Linked DNA regions of Mus musculus: region 1 is linked to region 2. The links are chromatin contacts, called in public HiChIP or PLAC-seq maps. All regions are on one chromosome and are shown on one strand. Each heading gives the region's core, a stretch centred on a gene start, on an enhancer-like site or on the middle of the called end of the contact. The rest is flanking DNA. Distances are from core to core; before and after follow the strand shown.

Evidence for each region. HiChIP or PLAC-seq counts read pairs in DNA pulled down with a chosen protein or histone mark.
Region 1: an H3K4me3 HiChIP or PLAC-seq map of the SCID.adh cell line shows a contact between it and region 2, with 11 read pairs. The contact joins the promoter of 4930429H19Rik here to the enhancer-like site in region 2. A contact is called at or near these places in 1 of 39 promoter capture datasets (hippocampal neurons), 2 of 484 Hi-C or Micro-C datasets (embryonic stem cells and uterus) and 3 of 115 datasets of contacts at active chromatin or transcription factors (the SCID.adh cell line, embryonic stem cells and neural progenitor cells).

The regions. Positions count from the first base shown.
Region 1 is chr7:73,307,156-73,312,742 of GRCm38.p6, forward strand. 4930429H19Rik (RIKEN cDNA 4930429H19 gene) reads left to right here and starts at 3,225. Exons shown (of 3, transcript NR_105062.1): 1 at 3,225-4,700.
Region 2 is chr7:73,221,200-73,226,536 of GRCm38.p6, forward strand. It overlaps Gm30075 (predicted gene, 30075), which reads right to left. Exons shown (of 5, transcript NR_166609.1): 3 at 3,005-3,133. Among named protein-coding and RNA genes, the nearest start is that of Gm30075, 15 kb to the right of the region's middle. Within about 2 kb of position 1,547, at least 55 of the 459 cell types and tissues checked have an H3K27ac peak or open chromatin away from gene starts, as enhancers often do. A contact at or near this core is called in the SCID.adh cell line, embryonic stem cells and neural progenitor cells, where this site is marked.

The DNA of each region.
Region 1 (5,587 bases), core at 1,975-4,474, 88 kb after region 2:
ACTGCCTTTCCCATTTCACAGATCAGTAACTGAAAACTGAGTCAGCCCCACCTCTATGAGACCTTCCTTTACTGTCCCAGTTGACTATTTACCTTCCCTATCTTTGTGCAACAAACTCTGGAGCCCCTCCCCCTCCCCCATAGTCACAGCCCCAGGCACTGGTCAGCCTCTCTGTCTAGGTGGTTCCAGAGTCACGACTGTACTATTATCTTAGTTTGTTACATAGCTTGAACAAAAGATATGTATTGTTCTTATAATTCTGAAGGCTAGGAGACCAAGATCAAGATATTGGCTGATCTCTCAAAGGCTTCTCCCCTATGCATTCAAATGGCTGGCTTTGCCCTGTGAGTGTCCACCCCTCCTAATCTCTTCAACAAGACTCGAGTCACACTTGGGTGGGGGATTACACTAAAACCCTCTGTTTAATTTCTTCTGCCCCGGGAGTCACTTAGCCAGTTCCCACCCTGGACAGAGCCCCAGGAAGCCTCTATCACAGCCTCCGCACATCTCAATAACATTAATTTTAACTACAGAAAGCAAAGAAAAAAGAGGTGGCTTGCTTAGGTCTCCAACCCCCTGAATTTATCCACAGGATTCCTTGAATCTTCCGTGGGCCACTGGAAGACAGCATGTTCTTCCTTGAAGCTGTGGCAAGTCACCGCTGTCCCTGTCCCTAGGGCTTTGGTTTGCCCCAGTGGGAGGCCAAGCCAGAAGGCAATGATGCCCCCAGGCCAGTTCTGAAAGACATACTCTTGTTTTCTTTTCAGCTCAGAAGCCTGTTCTCCCAGACAGGGAGGGCTCCCGCATGGGCCACTGCACACCAAGCAAACCTCTCTCTCCCCCAGCCCAGCCCCTGTGGTCCCTCTAAGAAAACCAGACTTCAGTGCCTCTGTGTTTACGCTCCAACCTGCGGCTCGGGCTGTTTGCTCTCAGTGGGCTGTGACCCTACCTCCCAGGATGCTACTGTGCATCTGTTGAATTTGAAGCTTCCTGTCTTCTCATATTTTGTCCTCTTCTCCATCTGTAAATGGCATTTCTCAGGGATGAAGGGAGGCTCTGGACCACAGGTATGTTTCCTGTCTCCGCTGGCCTTGCCGGCTCCAATCAAAGTCAGATGCCTGTGGTGTGCCTGCTCTGCTGGGCTTAGGAGAGAGGTCAGAGGGAAAGGCGCTTTCCCTCCCTGCCCTGCCATGTTAACTGTCTCTGCTGCCTAAGGGCTCCTGCTTCACCAAGCCTAGGACAGCAACACAATGCGGTGATTCTGAACTCTAAAGACCCGGGTTCAAATCCCACACTCAATGGTCATGGCTATTCTCCTCTGGGATGGGGGATGGGGATTAGGTAGTAGGATATGCCACATGAGGGTAGAGAGGGCAGAGCAACGGTCCCTCCCTCGTGTGGGGGTAAACCAGTGGCACCTGGGACGAGGACTAGACCTGGTGAGCCACCCATGATACCAGGGTCTTCCAATTCTATGACACAGGATGTGAGGCAGCAAGTCCTCTCTCACCACAAGGAAGATCACAAGCAACGCTGGTCTCTTGTGCTCACCCCTCCCACTCCCAGAACCACCCTAGACCTAAGACAGCTGACCAGGAAAGGGCAGCGAATCACTGTGCTTCCAGATTCATTTTTATTTTTAAGGAGAAATGACGATATAGACATTTTTAAGGGAAAAATAAAAATTAGATTCTCGACTTTGGAAACCTGCTGTGTGAGAGATTTGACACACAGTCAGCAGCACCTCATCTGGTCTTACTCTTGAGGAAAACAGAGTTAACTCCCGGCTAGGTCAGTAGGAGGGGGACATTTTGTGTCTGACAGATGAGCGAGGTGGGGGTCACATCTGCGTTCCACACCTCAAACAGTTGCTTCCTTTCACCCCGACCCCCATCCTCCCTCACACCAGCCTCTTAAAAGCAACCATCAATCATGACCACAGCAGCAGAGTCTTGGGCTATGAATAGCATGTTATTCCATGAGAGGGACTTCTGTGACTATTAGTCCCTCCTTCTGTCAACCACCCCTGAAAGCTAAGCACGAGGGCTCCCAGTGTCCCCACTTTCCACCAAGGCTCCGGGGAAAGACACAGAGATGGAGATGGTGATAAAAGCAGGCCCGGGCCCTCATTCACTCAGTTCTACCAACCTTTCCGATGGCACCAAGTTGCCCAAGAGCTAGACAGGGCAAAGAAGCAAACAGGAGGTAAGAGGCAACTCTTATGGAAAACCATAAATGCTTCCAGCAGTCCTCCTGGAATACGGATTGATATGAAAGTCATCATGCCTAGTTCTCACAGATTCCAGGTCATACACATCCAGAATACAATGCAGCCAGGCCCAGCAGTTCCTCGTAGGCCAAACACACTACTGCAAACTTGCTTCCCAGGTGATTTGTTATGGGTGGGAACCCTAATCTAGCTACAACTCAATTTAACCATCGGTAATTCCAGCAGAGAGCTTTGAGCTTGTTTGGTGCAGGGGAATTGCCTTTTGAAACAACAGTCTGGAGGCATGCCAAGCCAAGATGTAGCCACAGTTTACCTAGGGCATCAGACAGTGTGTTATTATTTCCTGTAGCCATACCTGACTCTGGCGTGGAGCTATGGACTCTGCAAGGAAGAGTTATGTCCTCCTCATCTGAAGAGAAGCCAGGCTGGTAGGAAGTGTGAGCAAGTGTGTCCTGATAACATCAGGGAGAAGGCAGCATCCAATGGCTTTGACTTTCCATCGATTGGAAAATAAGCAGTCACTGAAAAGCCAGGGCGTCCTAGCATATCTCCAAAACACAAAGGTTCGCGTTCAGTATGTGTCTGTATCTCTGTCCCCTTTTCTCCCTTTACCTAGATGTCTCTCCGTCTTTGGAATTCCCAGAGATGCCTATGAATGTGAGTGCCCTGTCACAGAGCTTCTGAGTTTGAATTCTCACATGGGTTTCTGTCAGGCTCCATCTGCTTCCAGAACTGTGTGCAAACACTTACATCCAAAACCCAGAAAAAAAGGAGGGGAGACATAAAACATTTTTATTTGTTCTGACCAGAAAAGACATATGATCCAGATTGTGTGAAAGAAAGACCGAAAAAGAAAGGGAAACAGATTGTCGGTCCTGGTCACGGCCCACAAGGAGCCTCTCATGCCCAAACAGAGAGGTGCCTGCCTACGAGTAAACCAAGACGCAGCGCGTATCCCACGCCCGACAATGCAACATTCTGAACCACTTCCCTCATACAGACCCGGGATGACATTTTGACTTTCTAACTTGTTGCTGTATGGGATTGAACAAATCATTTAGCCTGAGACTGTTCCCTGCTTTGTACAACAGTGCCTAGGAAATGCTAATGAGAAAACGGGAGTGGTAGCGATAACGGTAATAGTGATAATGCTGCTAGTGGAGGAAAGATGGCGACGGTGGTGATGATTCCGTCAAGATGTGATGGTGGCGATAACAGTAGTGGCCGCGTAGATGGTACAGAGATGATGGTGATGCTGGTAGAGGTGGAGACAGCAGGAGTAGTGATGACGACAGCGGTGATGGAGGCCATGGTGGCGGCTGCAGGGTAACCCTGTGATCCGTGCTGGTGTTCGTGGTAGTCCGTGGTGGTGGTAGCAGAGGCAATAATGACAATAGCTAAGGTGGCGGTGGTGGTGTTAGCCGGAGGTGGTAACAGTGGTGACGGTGGAGATGGTAACTATGGCAGAAGTAATGGTAGTGTTAGAGGTGGTGTGGGCGAAGGCTTTGGTGGTGAAAACAGAGCGACTGTTGGTGGGAGCGACTGTGGAAGCCATGGTTGCCATAGTGCTCTTGGAAGTGGGAGGGGCTATGTAAGCTTGCTCTTTCAGATGCTTTCCCCAGTTTGGTTGCCCTTTAGCAGGACCAGACCAGTCAGTGACAATGTGTCTCTACCTTTCAGAGACATTTCTCCCTAGAGGACTTTCAGAGTCACCATTACATGCTGCAAACCCTTCAGCCCAAGTCAAATAGAACCTAGGTGTGATTTTTAACTCCTCAGTCCTCAGCAAATGGAGCCCAGGCCACCTTCAGGGCTGGGGAAGTGCTGTGTCTCCTCCTCCCGATCTTTCCACTTCTCGCCTCCCACAGGGCCTTTCCACGTTCTCCCCTTCTCCGGTTCACTCTGAAAACCTGACGTCTTGCTGACTCTCTGATGAAAAAAGCAAGAGAGAACACTAAAATACAGATCTCTCTCACCAAAGCCTTCCTCTCCCTGTCCCAGCTACATAACATTTCAACGAGGTTTGAAAAACAAACTGGGAACCAAGGTGCATCTCCTACTCAACAAACTGGAGTTCCAAGAATTTTGAGTCAAGGGCTGAGTGACAATTTATCTGTAGTGAGATCTCTCTCTTTTTTTTTCCAGTACATACTAATTGTATAAAATAATGGTTTTTATTGTGACGAATTTCACACATGCATGTAACACTTTTGAGTAACCCATTTTGAGAATGTTAACTGAGAGCTCCTTTCACTCTTACACAAAAGGTTCTGAAGAACCGAACCGTGAAGCAATTTTGCAGAAACTGTGTTCTGTGGAGGTTTGGGGAAGTATCGGACAGTGGGGATATGAGAGCTGAGTTGGGACCCAAGCTCAAGTCCGAAGCCATGACCAGCAATCCATGCCGTCTCTCACCCCTCCATCTCGCATCTGCATCGCATCTGCAAACTGGGCATTAATCTACACAAAGGTGAAAAGTCGATTTGTAAATGGTGACGGACTCTATAAACATGGGGAGTTTGTTTATTCTCTGGTTCACATAAACATCTTTACTTTTACTTTTATGAAAGTTGTGGGTCTCAGACTGAACTCAATCGTTTTGCATAGCTGGGCATGATGCTGCCCTTCTGACCCTCGCCTCTGCCTCCTAACTGCTGGGGTTACAGGTATGTGCCACCATGCCTGGCTTATGTGTAACTGGGAATTTAACCCCAGGCTTCATTCACGCTAGGCAAGCTTGATCAATTGATCGCTATCCCAAACCCTGAACATAAAGAAAATAAACTTTCTTTCTTTAAGCAAAGGTGTGGCTCCCAGCTGTCCCCATGTGACATCACTGAGCCAACCTCATTCCGTTCCCAAGCACTTTCCTGGGCCCTAGTTTATAATAAGCTCAGTCTTAAGAGAGGGTCTGGGTAGGTCGTCAGTCGTCTTGTCCTGAGCTCTGGCTTGTGATAGAGGTTATCTGAGGCCTCTGGGGTACGTGGACACGTATGTTCATCTTTCTGGGCTTGGCAATCTCTTCTTGGGGAACATTCCTATATCCTTTCTAATAACCCCTTCCCAGTGGCCTGTGTGTTTTATAGGGCAGAGTGAAAAGAGTGAACCAAAAACACCAGAAAGAACAACTGAGCGTCTCAGAGAAGAGATCCTTACAATCTGTTCCCAGGGAGATGCCCGGCAGAGTGTCACAATTCCAGAACTCTCTGCGTTAGGCAATCGTGCAGCCTCTGAGGCTTTTCCTTCTACCCACAATGCCCTCTTTCTAGCCTCCTGACCCGGGGTCATGTGATTTCAGACACTGAACATCATCCTGCCTGCAGAATGGCATAGACACAGCTGTACCGGCTTTGCATA
Region 2 (5,337 bases), core at 297-2,796:
CAAGCCTCAAAGGCTGGTTGTTGGCATCGGAGCCTACAGTCAGTCACCATTAATCAGAATTCTACCACCCAGACTCACAATGGACATTTTTTATTCAAATATAATTTCTATTTTAAGAAAGGTTTCTTATATAAGCTGGTGTTTCCCTAGCTATTGCATGCATATCTTCCCCCATTCACAGATACAATGCCGCATTACCCTTTTCTTTTTAGAATACTTTTTGTGTTACATGTACAAAAACCAACACACACACACACACACACACACACACACACACACACACACACACACACAAAAGTGGAATGCCCAACACAGCAATCCTACTTGTACAGATATTTCTTCCTAAGAAAATATTCAAGTGTGTGCAGAGTTCTGCCCAGGGCTATTTGCCCCAGTTGAAACACAGATATTTTGCCTGCATCTATGTCTGTACAGCAGCCCCATGCTGGTGCCTGCGAAGGCCAGAAAAGGAGAGCAGATCCCTGGAATGACCGTTATAAATGGTTGTGAGTCACCACACGGGTTGTGGGATTGTACTCAAGTCCTGTGGTAGAACAGCCAATACTCTTAACCACTGACCCTTCTCCAGCTTTACATTACAGTTTTCAATGACTACATACTACTTCACCCGACATTACACCATCATACTGTTTAAATTCTCCACTGAGAACTGGGATACTTGTAATCAAGCCATATTGCAAACATCAACTGGGACAAACAGCCTTGGGCAGAACTCTTCACACACTTGAGCAATTATTTTCTTAGGAAGAAATAGCTATATAAGCAGGATTGCTGAGTTGGATATTTCCATGTTGGGGGTCATTTTGGTTTTGGGTTTTTTTTTCTTTTTCTTTTCCCCCCTGAGACAGGGTGTCTCTACACAGCTTTGGCTGTCTTGGAACTCGTTATGTAGACAGATCAGCCTGGCTTTAAACCCAAAGATCCACTTGCTTCTATACCGCTTGCTCTAGCGCTGGAATTAAAGGCATGTGCCACCTAGCTAGGGACACTTGCACTTTTTCTAAGGGTGTCAATCTATCTAATCAAAGAGCCAGAAACTTAAGAAGACATCTGTTTTCCACCCCCTTAGCAACTCTGGGTATTGCAAAATATCCCACTACCTTACATATTCCTAATAACCCAGGGTCCTTCTACTTCCTCCTAACTGACACCAGCCTGCACAGAGAAGCCCTGTCGGGGCAGGGACTGGCTAAACACTGAGGCCATTCTGGATATCCAGAGTTTCTGGGGTTGGGAGAGAGAGAGTACAAAGACCCCAGGGAATCATCTCTCTCAGTTTCTGCTGGAGGCTGGAGAAACTAAGAAAGGAGAAGCCAAGGGTGTGAGGACCACCTCCTTCTCGCTCCCAGGTGCAAAGCCTTTCTCCTGCTCCCCATCCTCCACCTCAAACAACCTCTGTGGGTGAAAGGCAGCCCACAAGAAAGAGAAAAGCAAAGAGAGGCGCATGGAAGGAACAGCCCAGGCCCACGGGTTAGAAGGGCATTCTGTTCCCACCAGGGACCCCCTTTCAGCTGCAAACTGCTGTATTTGACATTTCAATGCCAGCCTGGGGAGGGAGACTGGAGGGAGACCAGAGTGTGAAGAGAGGCCCAGACTGGAAACCTAAATAAAGCCAGGAAGACAAAAAAAGAAAAAAAATCAGCATGCCTTTAATTCAGCTATTTGTTCTTGCTGTTTCCCTTCAGCAGACTGTGGCATTCAGAAGCAAAAGGGATCTCTCTCTCTCCCTCTCTCTCTCTCTCTCTCTCTCTCTCTCTCTCTCTCTCTCTCTCTCACACACACACACACACACACACACACACACACACACACTTGTGACATTTAAGAACAATGTGCACTTGGGCAGGAATGGGTGGAGGCAGACAGAAAAGAAAAAATGTTTCTAAAAGAACTGAACCTCCCGGACCAAACCTTGAGCTTTGTCTTCCTTGGGAAGGCCCTGGAAGTGATTCCTTTTAATCCCATTGGAGAGGAAGAATGAAAGGAACTCAGATTTGGAAAACAAAACCATGCAGTCTCAAACCTAAGAAAGAGCGTTGGGAAGAAGCCCAGAGTAGTACTGAACCAGGGTACTGGAGGCTGACCCCTCAGCTTAGGGTGGGCAGAGCAAAGCTTCTCTCTCCACCCAGTCCTGACACCTAGTCCTCCCCTGTGGAATGACAGCTCTCAGGGAACCACCCTGTGGATTTCCTCCTCAGTTTGCCTCTAGATTCACCAGTACAACCCAATTTGCAGATGAGAAAATAGAGGTCCAGGAAGATGTAGTGGGAAGCTAAGATCCCAGGTGAAGTCCACTGGGACCAACTCTTAAGAAAGGATGCCTTTAATCCCAGAACTCAGGAGTTAGAGACAGGCAGACTTCTGTGAGTCCCATGACAGCCAGGGCTACACAGAGAAACCCTGTGCAGGTGTGGGGTGTATGGGGAGACAGACAGACAGACAGACAGAAAGGAGATAATAGTGAGTGAATACTATTCTATAGATTATTAGAATTCTGATGTAGGCTGTTCTAATTTCATTTCTGTTGTGATAAAATACCCTAACAAAAGGCAGCTTAAGGGGGAAAGTATTTTTTTACCTCACAATCCCAGGATATATACAGTCCACCATAGCAGAGTGTTATGTCTGGGCAGGGGGAACTTAAAACAGCCAGTCACTTCATATGCATAGCCCAGGGCAGAGAGAGATACACATATGCGTGCTTGTCCACACTCAGATCACTCTCTCTGTTAAATTGTCCAGGATCAGTGCCCCCCACCATGAGCCAGGTCTTCCCTAGCTCATGATTACAACAATTAATCAATTACATCAATTAATGTAATCAATACAATCTCCCACAGACAAGCCCACAACCTGATCTAGACGGTCCCTCATTAAGACTCTCTTCCCATTTGATTCTAGGCTGTCAAGTTGAGCTAACCACGCCACAGGCCTAGAACCCGAGTCCCTTTTCTATGGTATAAAGAGCATCTTATCTCCTTACCCTGCTTCCTCTTCTGTTGTGCAAGACCTAGCCATGTGGCTCCATGTGTCACACAGCCACCCAGCACGGTGCTATTCTCCACCCACAGTAGAACAGGACAGATTGCTGGGGACCCAGATGAAGGGTGCTCTGAAGAAGACAAGGGATGAATACCACTCAGGCTGGAGCAGTGTAATGAGCATAGGGTAAAAAAGGCTTTTAGACACATAAGAATAGCTTAGTCAGGAATCCCACTACACCCAAGGCTGCATATGATAACCAGAACTCAGTGACATCACTCGATCACTCATTCCAAATAACCAGACACGGTCCTAGAACCCCATGACACCCACTGAACCTCTTAGAAGTAAATAAAAGACAGAGAGACTCTTCTAAGTTTATCAAAGAAATGCTTAGCTCTCCACATCTGGAGAGACTCCACTTTGATCTTCCCTGCAGCTCGAGAGTTTCTCCCAGGATCCTGACCCTTGGATCAGAGACTTCTGTTAGAGACTGGACCAGACCTTCAGCTAAGTTATGTTGCACAGGTGAGCAGCCTTGGAGAGACAGGTTTAGGACTATAGTTAAGAATTTAAAGTGTGAACCTTGTGTGGTGACCCTCAGTGTAACAACATATAACTTCCGTTATACTAATTACGTACATCTACCTCCTTGCTCCAATGGGCAGGAAGTGGGTAGGGTTGGAATTTAAGGGAAAATGCTACCAGGGAAACTGGGGTTTCCCTTCATACGTCTGTGTATCAATACGAGGGTTTAGAAATAGACTTAGAAGCAAGCACCAGGGCAATATTACTAAACTTTAAGAGAAAAACAAAAACACAGACAAGCCATAAATCTTAGCAGCTGTCAGAAGAAGGGAGACGGGGGGGGGGGGGGGAGGGGGGGGCCACGCCTTTGAGTTAAGGCTGGAGAAACCGGCCTGTTCAGCAATTGAGGTCTGTGAGTAGCTGTGCAGTGGGGTGGGGGGGACGACTTCTGAAAAGGGTACAGCTATGCAGAGTGCCGAGGAAAGCATGCTTAGTATTTTGGCCAGTATTAAGAGAAAAAAAAGCAGGTGCGGGGGTGGGGGTGGGGGTGGGGAGATGTTTGGGTTTGTTTCTGAGTTCAGACCCGCTTAGTGCTGTGGTAAGGACGTTTCTGTTTGCTTCTGCAGGAGAAGGGGGCTTCTGAGCAGCCTAAGTACCACAGCTCATCTTGTAATCATTCCTCCCATCTTCTCGGTGTCTCCAAGTGAATCAGCCTTTGCAGGGCGTGGGCTCCTGGCCAGGTGATTGGCAGGCCCTGCTGGACTAAGTCTTAAGCAAGATGAAAAAGTATGTGTTATACTGGTTAGTGTACTGGTTAGCTTTATGTCAGCTTGACACAGCAGAATCAGTTTGGAATAGAGACCCACAACTGAGCAAAAGTTCCCACCACACTGACCTATGGGCAACCCTCTGGGGCATATTCTTGATGGGTGATTTTTTTTTTAATGTATTTATTTTTATTTATATGAGTACACTATAGCTGTCTTCAGACACACCAGAAGAGGGCATCGGATCCCATTACAGATGGTTGTGAGCCACCATACATTTGCTGGGAATTGAACTCAGGACTTTCAGAAGAGCAGTCAGTGCTCTTAACCGCTGAGCCATCTCTCCAGCCCTTGATTGATGATAGATGTAAGAGGGCTCAGCTCCCCTGCAACACTCACCAGCTTCAACACTCAAGAGAGTAGGCCCTGTACCTCCCCAGGGGCAGCACAGTAGAGCCTACTCCAAGGGCACAAGAGCAGGAGAGCTGTCTCTGCACCTTACAGGTTTCAGCCGAGACAGCACTAGAGAGCTCACCCTGGTGGGTGTGTGTGCAGGAGGGCTGACGGACTGACCAACTCAACTACCACCCAGACCCAGATCCAACACTTTGAGTTGTTTCACCCCAACATTTACTCCATCTATGAACTGCTGGAGCATGTGAAGGGGCCAGTCCTGCAGACCCAAAGCTGCAGGATCTCCAAGACACAGGGCAGCGAGAGGATGTCTAAGAAGAGTCCTGGTGAGGATGCAGTATTGCTGGTGTAGCAGAAGCCAGAGAACTTGAACCAGACCAATGACTCATGGCAATGAACATTCGCAGGTAAAGATGTGTGGACAAGAGGGTATACTGTGGGACACGCTGTCATACACTACAGCTTCCACAATGACTTTTTTTTCTTTTGAGGGAGAGGGTGGGTAGAAGAGACAGGGAACTGAGTGGGCTTGGGGTTCATGATGTAAAATTCACACAGAATCAATAAAAGTTAAGTAATAAATAAAAGGAAGGCCCGGATCACTGAGGGTGGTCCCCACCCTAGG